2 separate regions of the Drosophila melanogaster genome follow, and region 1 is linked to region 2. The links are chromatin contacts, called in public Hi-C maps. All regions are on one chromosome and are shown on one strand. The core of a region is the stretch at or near the end of the contact, and the rest is flanking DNA. Distances in the headings are between cores, read along the strand shown.

Region 1 (4,955 bases), core at 2,407-4,906, 6.3 Mb before region 2:
ATTTGATGGCTTGGTGGTGGCTCCAATGGAGGTGGCGAACCGTTTGGTTGGGCCAACAGTTGACAACTGCCGAAATGTGGGTACACACAGTTTATTGGCAACATCGTTGACTGAAATGGCTTTCTTAATTGCCCGGCGGACAGTGGGCGGCATTTTGGGTCATCAGCGATTTTAGTTTAGGTTCTACAAGTCAAATATAATGAAATATAATCAGATATAATCAAATATAATCAAATATCATGAAATATAATCATATATGAGCAAATATATTCAAATGTAATCAAATATTATCAAATGTAATCAAATATATTCCAATATTTAGGCAATGAGAGCGGATTCAGACACTCAAGGTGCCCAAAAGTATGCAGTACCATAGCTTTGCATACTTTTAGACATCTTAATACATAATTAACCTATAATTATATCTATGTCTTTACAATAAACCATCGTACAATTAGATATTTAAACATATATACATGTACATATATCTATAGATATACATCTATAGATGAATCTAATTGGTACACTCGACTCTATGCTTGTTTTTCTAAAATCTAAAAAAAATGCAAATCTAGCTGACCGACATATGTACGTATGTAATAATCGCCTAAAGATATTACATCTAAATTGGCAAGGTCAAAGTTCAAGCCGCAGACAACTGCACTTTTCTCAATCGTTTCAGTCGCAGATTAGATATTGCTCATTGATCGATGGAAAAAGCCAGCAAATACCGATTGTTAGCATTCAATAATCCGCATAAACCAGCGGCACAATTAAGTGCATATTTATAAATATATATTCACATATATGTTTATATATACGAGTTTATATATATCTGAGTAAAATCCGATAATCTAATCTAGGCCTCTGTTAACTGTTAACAGTTCGTTGATCTGTTAATGGATCCAGTGCTTAACCCTAGAAAAGCCAGGTGCGACTTATTGTAATGTTATTGATTAATTCATAACAAAATCATTTAAAACACATTTAATTTATATGCAACATTTTATTATAATTTTTAACTTAAATACTGATTTTCTATGTATTTTTGAGGTTATACCCTTACATTAATTATGCTTTCTATATTTCTATATATTTATTGTTTTTGTTAATCATTATCGTAGTGGAAAATATGTAGAATAAAAATAACTATTTTTGATAAGGGTTAATTTAGAGCAGTACAGATTAGCTGCCAATCCAGTTTCATTTAGCTAACCCATTCAGTCCGATCGAATCGCTCGAGAAGAACACAACCAGCAACATGGCACTGTGGCCACTGCTACTGATCACCCTGACCATTTGGATCCTGGTGCGGAAATGGACACTGCTCCGATTGGGCAGCAGTCTGCCGGGTCCGTGGGCATTTCCACTACTTGGCAATGCTCAGATGGTTGGAAAACTGAGGCCGGAATGTGGGTGATCGATGCACTTGCTCCGCAAAATAGCGATCAGCAATCGCGTCTTTCATAAGATATCTTTCTCGTTTTCACAGAGCTGCGCGATCGCTTCGGTGCCACCTATCGCCTCCGGCTGGGACCACAGCTCTGGGTGTTCCTCCATTCGGCGGAGGAGACGCGCCAGGCGCTTCATGATCCAACGCTGCGCAAGGCGGACACCTTTATGCAGCTGGAGCCGCTCATCGGCAACGGTCTGCTGATTAGCCATGGTGCCCATTGGACGCGACAGCGTCGCCTCCTAACGCCCGCCTTTCAGCCTCAATTGCTGCGCAGCTTTGCTCCGGCGATTGGTGGGCATGTGGAGCGTTTGGTCGGGCGACTGGGGGCCACCAGGGGAGCGTTCCTGGAGGTCACCGAACCGCTGTTCGCCTGCCTCCTGGACGCGATTGTGGGTGAGATTAATTTGGAGTTAACGTAGTAGTAGTTAACCAAGTGGTAAGCAACTACACTGTTTTCCCACCCATTCCAGACACCTCAATGGGCGCCCAATTGGACACCCAGTCCGTGGATCATTCGCCCATCATCCAGGCATTCCATTTGAGCAGCAAGCTTCTCTTCAAGCGCATGATCAATCCGCTTCTCTCGTCCGACTGGATCTTTCAACGCACCCAACTCTGGCGTGATCTTGACGAGCAGCTCCAGGTGATTCACAGCCAAATGGAGTCGGTGATCGAGAAGCGGGCCAAGGAGTTGCTGGATATGGGGGAACCAGCGGGCAGAGCCCACAATCTCCTGGACACGCTCCTCTTGGCCAAATTCGAGGGTCAATCGCTGAGTCGACGGGAAATTCGCGATGAGATCAACACCTTTGTGTTTGCGGTGGGTTTTCCTGTAACAACGAACTATTCTTTTTTATATTCGATGCAATTCAGGGAGTGGATACCACCACGGCCGCCATGTCGTTTGTGCTATATGCTCTAGCGAAATTTCCCGAAACGCAAACGCGTCTGCGAAAGGAGCTGCAGGATGTGGCGTTGGATGAAACCACGGATCTGGACGCCCTCAATGGGCTGCCCTATTTGGAGGCGTTGATCAAGGAGGTGCTGCGACTGTATACCATTGTGCCCACCACTGGACGCCAGACTACGCAATCGACCGAGATTGGAGGACGGACCTACTGCGCCGGCGTAACGCTATGGATAAATATGTACGGATTGGCGCACGATAAGGAATACTATCCGGATCCGTATGCCTTCAAGCCGGAACGTTGGTTGCCGGAGGATGGCGCTGTCGCCCCACCCGCCTTCAGTTATATACCCTTCTCTGGAGGACCACATGTCTGCATCGGCAGGCGGTACTCCCTGCTCCTGATGAAGCTGCTCACCGCTCGTCTTGTTAGGGAATTCCAAATGGAACTGAGTCCGGAGCAGGCTCCGCTCAGGCTGGAGGCCCAAATGGTTCTGAAAGCCCAGCAGGGCATAAATGTGTCATTTTTAAAACAATAAAATAGGTGTTTTAAATTATCATTTCTGGTTTCAAAAAAATATATATTTATTTAGATATATTTAGATATTTAGATATATGTTATATATTCTACATCTAAATAGTTATCAAAATTCATTTTTACGGTATATAACTTATATTATGCTGTCGGAAATATGTACATGGTTTCTAAATATAACTAACTTAGAAAAGAGCGAAACCATTTTAATATTAAGCCATACCAAAATTATAAATATTTCATTTTGACGTCCTTACTTTGCGGTACGAATAAGTTTTCCTAATAATTTCGTTAAATATTAATTACTTATCGATGTTTTGGAAAAATCACAAACATCGACTTTTTTCAAGGAATCATCGATGTTTTTCCAAGCGCAAAGTAGGAGAAAAGTTTATAAATTGTAATTATAAATTAATTTTCCATATTTTCTAATTCAATTAAAAAAAGCATATCAAATTTAATGTGACTAGCGTCGTGGAAGACATGGATAAATATCTGAAAAGTAAGTTTTTAACTCCCGAAAATATATAAATATAAGAATCTATAAATTTAAATAAATCTCAATTTTTTTTGTTTATATTTAAAATATCGATGTTTTTCGCCAAAAACATAAAAAAAACATCGATCTTCGCCAACGTCGGGGAAATAGCTACAATCTAGCTACATCTGCCCAATTCCTGCCGCCCTGGTAGCTATCGATAGTCGCGTGAGCGGCACGCAGCGTTGCTGGCGCCGATAACATATGCTGCCGTTATCGTTTCGTTTTTGACAGCTGCACGAGCTGCGCGCTGCATGTGTATGTGTGTGTGCGAAAATATTAATTGATACGTTAACGCTGCGATGCAGTGCCGTGTGAAATACTTCAAAACTGTTCGTTTTTAAATTCTCAAAATTTAACACATGTGACATCATTAGTTTTTTGGTTTTTTTCGGCATAACGTTGCTCCGTTGCTTGAGCCTACAAAAAAAAGAAATAAAAAATTAACCGAAGCGAAGCGACGGAAGAGTACATCGAAGACAAACGAAAAACGCACACACCCATGCAAATGCCATAAGTTCGAGTGTATTTGTAGTTATTGTATTGCTGGAAAGAAAGCAGGCTAGCACACGCATACGGCGAAAAATACGCAAAGAATCTTCACTATTTGCCAAATTTTCAGTACGCAACGTTACATCTTTGTTACATCGCCGATTTGATTGTCAATTGCCGTAAAATCAGCGTTTGTGCGTGAGAACAACCTTGCCCGCCCACGGAAATATCCTCCGCAAAGCGCCACCCACTCTTCTTATTTTTTTGTTGTTTTTTTTTTTTGTTTGTTGTATTCCAATACGGCAAAATCGGAGAGCGAGCGGTCGAACAAGCAAGGTAAGCTTCATACATACATATTTAGATCCCAAATGTACATAGGCGGATGTACATATGTATGTACGCAAAATAAGTGCATGCCCCTGCGTGTGCGGAGCAAACGAAGAAGAAGACGCTGAAGCGGCGACGCATTTAAAGATGATTCCGCCGCTGCTGCTTCTTCTTCTTCCTACTCAGCCGCAACAAATTGCATAAAACAAAATATATAGACTTGTATATATCCATATGCAATTTGGTACATGCATCCAGTCATTTTACAATACATATACATATATATATATATATATTTATATATATGTATGTATGTACATGTGCGCCGATAGCGTGCGTATGTTTTACCATCTTGTGCGTACATCATTGTAATTGAACATTTGCTTACGACAGGACTTTCTATACAGTGGGCGAATTCGAAGCTAGAAAAGCAAAGAAGAAGCCGCATAGCGGCAGCAGTCGTCCAGTTAAAAGCAGCATCCAGTGAGTAGCGACAATCCTACAGAGAAATCCGATCCTCCGCGGAGGTGCCGCCAATTTTAGCACTATTCAAGTGCCGACTAAAATGGAAATTGAAACAGATCAGTCTATTGAAGCGATGGACACCCAGGACACCCAAGAGGTCGAGATCCTCACCAGTGACCTACAACAGACACAGCAGCAGCGAAATTCACCGCCTCAATTGCCGAAATTCAAGAAT
Region 2 (4,481 bases), core at 123-2,622:
AATAGACTCATTTATTGTAATAAATAAAGTCAATGGCCTCTGAACGTTCAAACAAGTACATATTGCGAAGTGCTACCTATTATCATCAATTAACCTTTAGCTTCTTTGTGTGCCATTCACTTTATAAGAAGGTTATATTTCAAAAGAAACCATTGACGCGGGTTTCCAAAGTTTGTTGGTATGACGTTTCGTTCAACTTTTGTTAAGTGCAAGTTCCTCGATTTCCGACCTTTTTGCAATCGTTTGCAATCGATAATGCGCACCACGATAAGATCCTGTAAAGTGCCTTTTAACATTTCGAAAACCGAAGATTCCGAATTTCCAACGTAATGCCGATTATTTAGTGGGTTTTAGCCTTCTAAAGTGCATGTACCCGTGGTTATATTTAAGTTAAGACCTTGTCGAGTGCACTCTGAGTTTTTCTTTTTTGTTTTTTTTTTTTTTGTGGCTGGGGGATGTGAAGGGAAGGGAAAGGAAATCAATCGGAACGCAAATAAACAATCGAAATTTCGGGCGCGTGCTATCTGCCGAGCGTCCGGGTTTTTTCGACTACGTAACAACGGGCGGGCTGCAGTGGAAAATTTTCTAGCTGGGTCGCCCGCCTGCTGCGCACTTTCACCTCCCCCGCCCCGCCCCCCCACAAACACTACATGGAAAAGAAACGGAAGAAACGCCAACGGATTGGTGATTGGCAGAGGGGGCAGTGAGGCTGTCTGCCTTGGCTTGGTTAACAAAGCTCACCTTTCTGATCGCCTTGGAATCGCCGGCTCTGGTGGGAATCAACGTGTTGTCCAGGTCAAAGTAAAAGGCCCTGATTTTCGCACATGTCGCATCGAAATGTGAATGTGTGGCTGTCAATTGCTTGCCGCAATGGAATTTGCTAGCTGCCATGAGAGTCGTCGAGCGGAGGGGGGGATGGAGGGTCAGCGAGGGGTCACTGTCAGGAGTGGAGGGGTGGTAGCCGGTTGCTTGGTTAGATGGATGGATGCAAACGTAGAGATCCAAGAACAACTTTGGTGCAATTCAATCCGCCAGCGGATTTGCGCTTTGAAATTGGCGCCAAACGAAACGAAACGAAATGTACGAGCTGCACGACTGCAGCAGCACTGCAGTATTTTTCTATTTTCCTCGAGCGGACTGGCAAAAGTTTCCGCTTCTCGCGCGGCGAAGTTAAAACGGCAACTGAATGACAGCGACAAAAAAAATAATGAAACGGAACGGGAGCGGTCGCAGTAATGTCGAGAGACGGGGTAGCGGGGCGGCGGAACAGGTGAGCGCGTGTGTATGAGTGCTTGTTGACTGAGTGAGAGCGGAGCAGCGAATGAAAAACCGAAAGAAAGTGCGAGGGCGCATGGGAAAACAGTGGTGGCCAAAAGTCTGCGTATGCGAACAGTGCTACCAGGCGGCGGCGCCAATTGATAAAAACTTGATAAGATATTGTTATTCCTTAAGATTTTATATTATTATTAAGATGTTCTTGAATAAGTTTATTTCAATAACTGGTTAGACATCCGTGTTGTGTTGTTCTGGACAACTACTGCGCAGCACATGTGCTTTTTACGGGCACATATTTTTTGGCGCCACTGTGCGAAGTGTGCCAAGTGCCGTTTGCGCGCCAGAGCGAACGAGAGCAGGCGACCTAGCGCAGAGTTGTCTCTATGCGCCGTTAAACGACCGTGAGTGGAAAAGAGAGCACGATAGAGGTCGCGGAGAGGTTCGCGTTTCTCTGCTACGACGCCTGCTCTCCACTCTGAATTTAGTATAAGTCGAGGCACGCTCATTTCCTAATTGTTGTGCCATTTATTTTTAACTTCTATTAATAAAACCAGGAAAAGCAATAACAACAGTTCTTTGTTTACCAAAAATATCAGTTGTTTTATACTTCCTGGTGCTTTCTAGCACTGGCTTGGCGGTAAATCGATAGTATTCGATAGTGATTGTTGAAAGTGGCAACGCTATAGTTTTTGTTTAACGAGGTGGCAAGTGATTAGCCCACGGATTTTTTGGCATCTTTCCGTGTTTATTTTCAATAGTTTTTGGAGTTTTTCAACATTATCCGCGATGAGCAACGCAGAGACAACTACGGATTTGCTTTCTACAGGTGAGTAAATATTTAAATCACATGAAAGGCGCCATAAAACGAGGTTTTCTTGCAGAAACCATTCTAAAAGCGGCGGACGAGGAAGTGGAGAAGGCTTCAGCGTCCAGCAGTAGTACGTTATTGGCCGAAAAGGATGTCCCGGAGGTCAAGGAGCGGCCCATAACGCCGGAAGACGAGCTCATCTCCATGGAAACTCTGCGACCCTCACCTGTCCAATGGCCAGAGCGTTGTAAGTGTAGAAAACGTGAGCACGAAGAAATTGGCGCCATTTTTAACGCATATCTTTATTTTCGATTGCTCCAGTTCCCGGAATGGACGAGTTCCTCTCCATGAGCGACACGCCGATGTACACGCGCAGCACCAACTACACCAGCAATCTGACCGATGATGATATGGTTAAGATTAATGGTAAGTAGCTGCAAAGTCAATGAGATTTAAGAATAGTATATTAAAGAATAGCATATCCATTACCTACTTTTCTATTCCAGAACTAGCCCAGCTCCCTCCCGAGGATCTGATCGATAAAATAAAGTCAATGCATGATGAAATTTACCAGCTGGGACTGCGTGAGGCAATGGAGATGACTCGTGGGAAACTGCTGGGCATCTTTGACCGGGATCGCGCTCCTAAGCGGCAGCCATGAGGCTGGATGATCCGATCCCTAAGAATGGGACTGTCGAGGATCTCGTTGAATTCGCATTAGGAACATAGGTGTAGTTTCATAGTGTACATAGTGCTATTTTTATAGTGAGTAATGCGTGTTGTGAATGATTTATCGCTATTTTACAAAGATAAATAGGCAGGCGTTTGAACAGTAACTAACGTTTATTTCCATTAAAGCATTTTGGGTCCTACACGTCGCTTGTATTACAGATACATTTGAGGAGTCGGAGGAGAGATGAAGTTGACGGATTGGAGGGAAAGGAATGCAGAAGGATCTGGAGTTTTTGGAGAAGGCACAGTAGATTTCGCTATGCAGGGACATTAACGCAACAAATAACTCTGTCTATGTGGGATTGGATGGATCGGTTGCGCTCTAGTGCGTCCTATTAATACTTAACTAAATGCTTTCGTTCGGATTTATGCAGTAGCCTTCCCCACGATCCATCCCAATTTGGGAAAGTGTGTTGGTGCTGATGGTGTGCTTACATGCTGTTTCCCGTGAATATATATCCAGTAACGTGCATCAATTCCCATTACTCCTGCCACTGCATTCCGAATCGCTGCTCAAAGGTGATCCGGTTAAAGACGCCCGCATCGGCCAGCTGCAAGGGATCGGTGTAGTACGCAAAACGCCGTATATCCAGCATGGCCAGGTCGAACATTTGCTTCCAGCTGGTCAAATCTGTAACGCTCATGTGGATCGGCAGCTGGGGATCCGGTATATCGATGGCCGCCTGCAGACGGTCAAACGCCTCGGCAATTGGTCCCACCGATAGATTAACCCAGTACTCCGCTGGAAAGCGCTTGTTCTCACAAAACGGCGCTCCCTTGCGCATGATGAAGACCAGCATGAGTATCTCATAGCGCTCGGAGCTCTCATAGAAGCGCTTGGTTCGGGTCTTCTCCACGAAATCGATGAGAAGGATCAGGGGAGTGTAGTTCTGGAGGTGCATCAACAGCTCCCGGTCGGTCCAAAGGTAACGGCCGCCTTTGACGGTCAGCAGGCTCATGTTGCTGGCGAGTTGTTGATGCTGCTGCTGCTGCTGTTGCTGCTGCAGCTGGTGGTGTTGCTGCTGCTGAAGGTGTTGCTGTTGCTGCTGCTGATGTTGGTGTTGCTGCTGCTGTTGCTGCTGGTGTTGCTGGTGCTGCTGCTGCTGGTGTTGCTGCTGCTGGTGCTGCTGGTGTTGCTGCTGCTGATGCTGCTGGTGAATGCCGCCGGCGGATGGGGCTGGAGTTCCGGTGTTGGATGCCACCTGGCTGGGCATGGCGACCACAATGCCCGTCTGTCTCTGGCAGCCAATCTCCTCCACCATGTGCGCTGCAATGACGACAAAATGCATTTAAGGCAAGTGCCTAAACCAGGCCAAGGTCGCTGCGTTGGCCAAACACCCAGCCACCCCCTGCCCGCCCTCATTATTACTTGTTGCAAATAGCGAGCAGCGAAGAGCGAACGTGCAGCAAGTCAAAGGCTATGGCAATTGCAATTGCAATCAACTTACTGCGTGCCCCAATCAAAGCGGCAGAAATTATGTGTGTATTTATGAGGCGGATGGATCAGCGGGTCTGGATTTGGATCGGGGTACGAATGTGGCCCCCAAGAAGCAGCGGCCTATCTCCTCCGGCAGCTCTGCGTGTTTGCCGTGCGCCCTGGACGATTGTTGCCACGCGAGTGCCTTCCCAAGTCCGAAGTCGGAGCCACTCGGACCCGCATTCTCGT

Evidence for each region. Hi-C and Micro-C count contacts between places; a contact is called where the count stands out from the background.
Region 1: a Hi-C map of the Kc167 cell line shows a contact between it and region 2, with 8 times the contacts expected there. The contact joins the promoter of Usp7 here to the promoter of CG15771 in region 2. A contact is called at or near these places in 7 of 107 Hi-C or Micro-C datasets (the Kc167 cell line, embryo, eye imaginal disc and 1 more).

The regions. Positions count from the first base shown.
Region 1 is chrX:12,027,733-12,032,687 of dm6, reverse strand. Usp7 (Ubiquitin-specific protease 7) reads left to right here and starts at 3,656. Exons shown (of 4, transcript NM_132551.3): 1 at 3,656-4,264; 2 at 4,649-4,955. The coding sequence starts at 4,821. Cyp311a1 (Cytochrome P450 311a1) reads left to right here and starts at 1,223. Exons shown (of 4, transcript NM_132552.3): 1 at 1,223-1,412; 2 at 1,472-1,849; 3 at 1,927-2,276; 4 at 2,330-2,934. The coding sequence starts at 1,262. The coding sequence ends at 2,902. It overlaps Cyp318a1 (Cytochrome P450 318a1), which reads right to left and starts at 56. Exons shown (of 7, transcript NM_167318.1): 1 at 1-56.
Region 2 is chrX:5,752,465-5,756,945 of dm6, reverse strand. CG15771 reads right to left here and starts at 1,372. Exons shown (of 3, transcript NM_001297980.1): 1 at 742-1,372. The coding sequence starts at 891. It overlaps lin-52 (lin-52,), which reads left to right and starts at 1,988. Exons shown (of 4, transcript NM_001297979.1): 1 at 1,988-2,101; 2 at 2,157-2,330; 3 at 2,405-2,509; 4 at 2,590-3,556. The coding sequence starts at 2,062. The coding sequence ends at 2,744. CG15772 reads right to left here. Exons shown (of 2, transcript NM_001297978.1): 1 at 4,185-4,481; 2 at 2,905-4,082. The coding sequence starts at 4,077. The coding sequence ends at 3,298. It also overlaps asRNA:CR45528.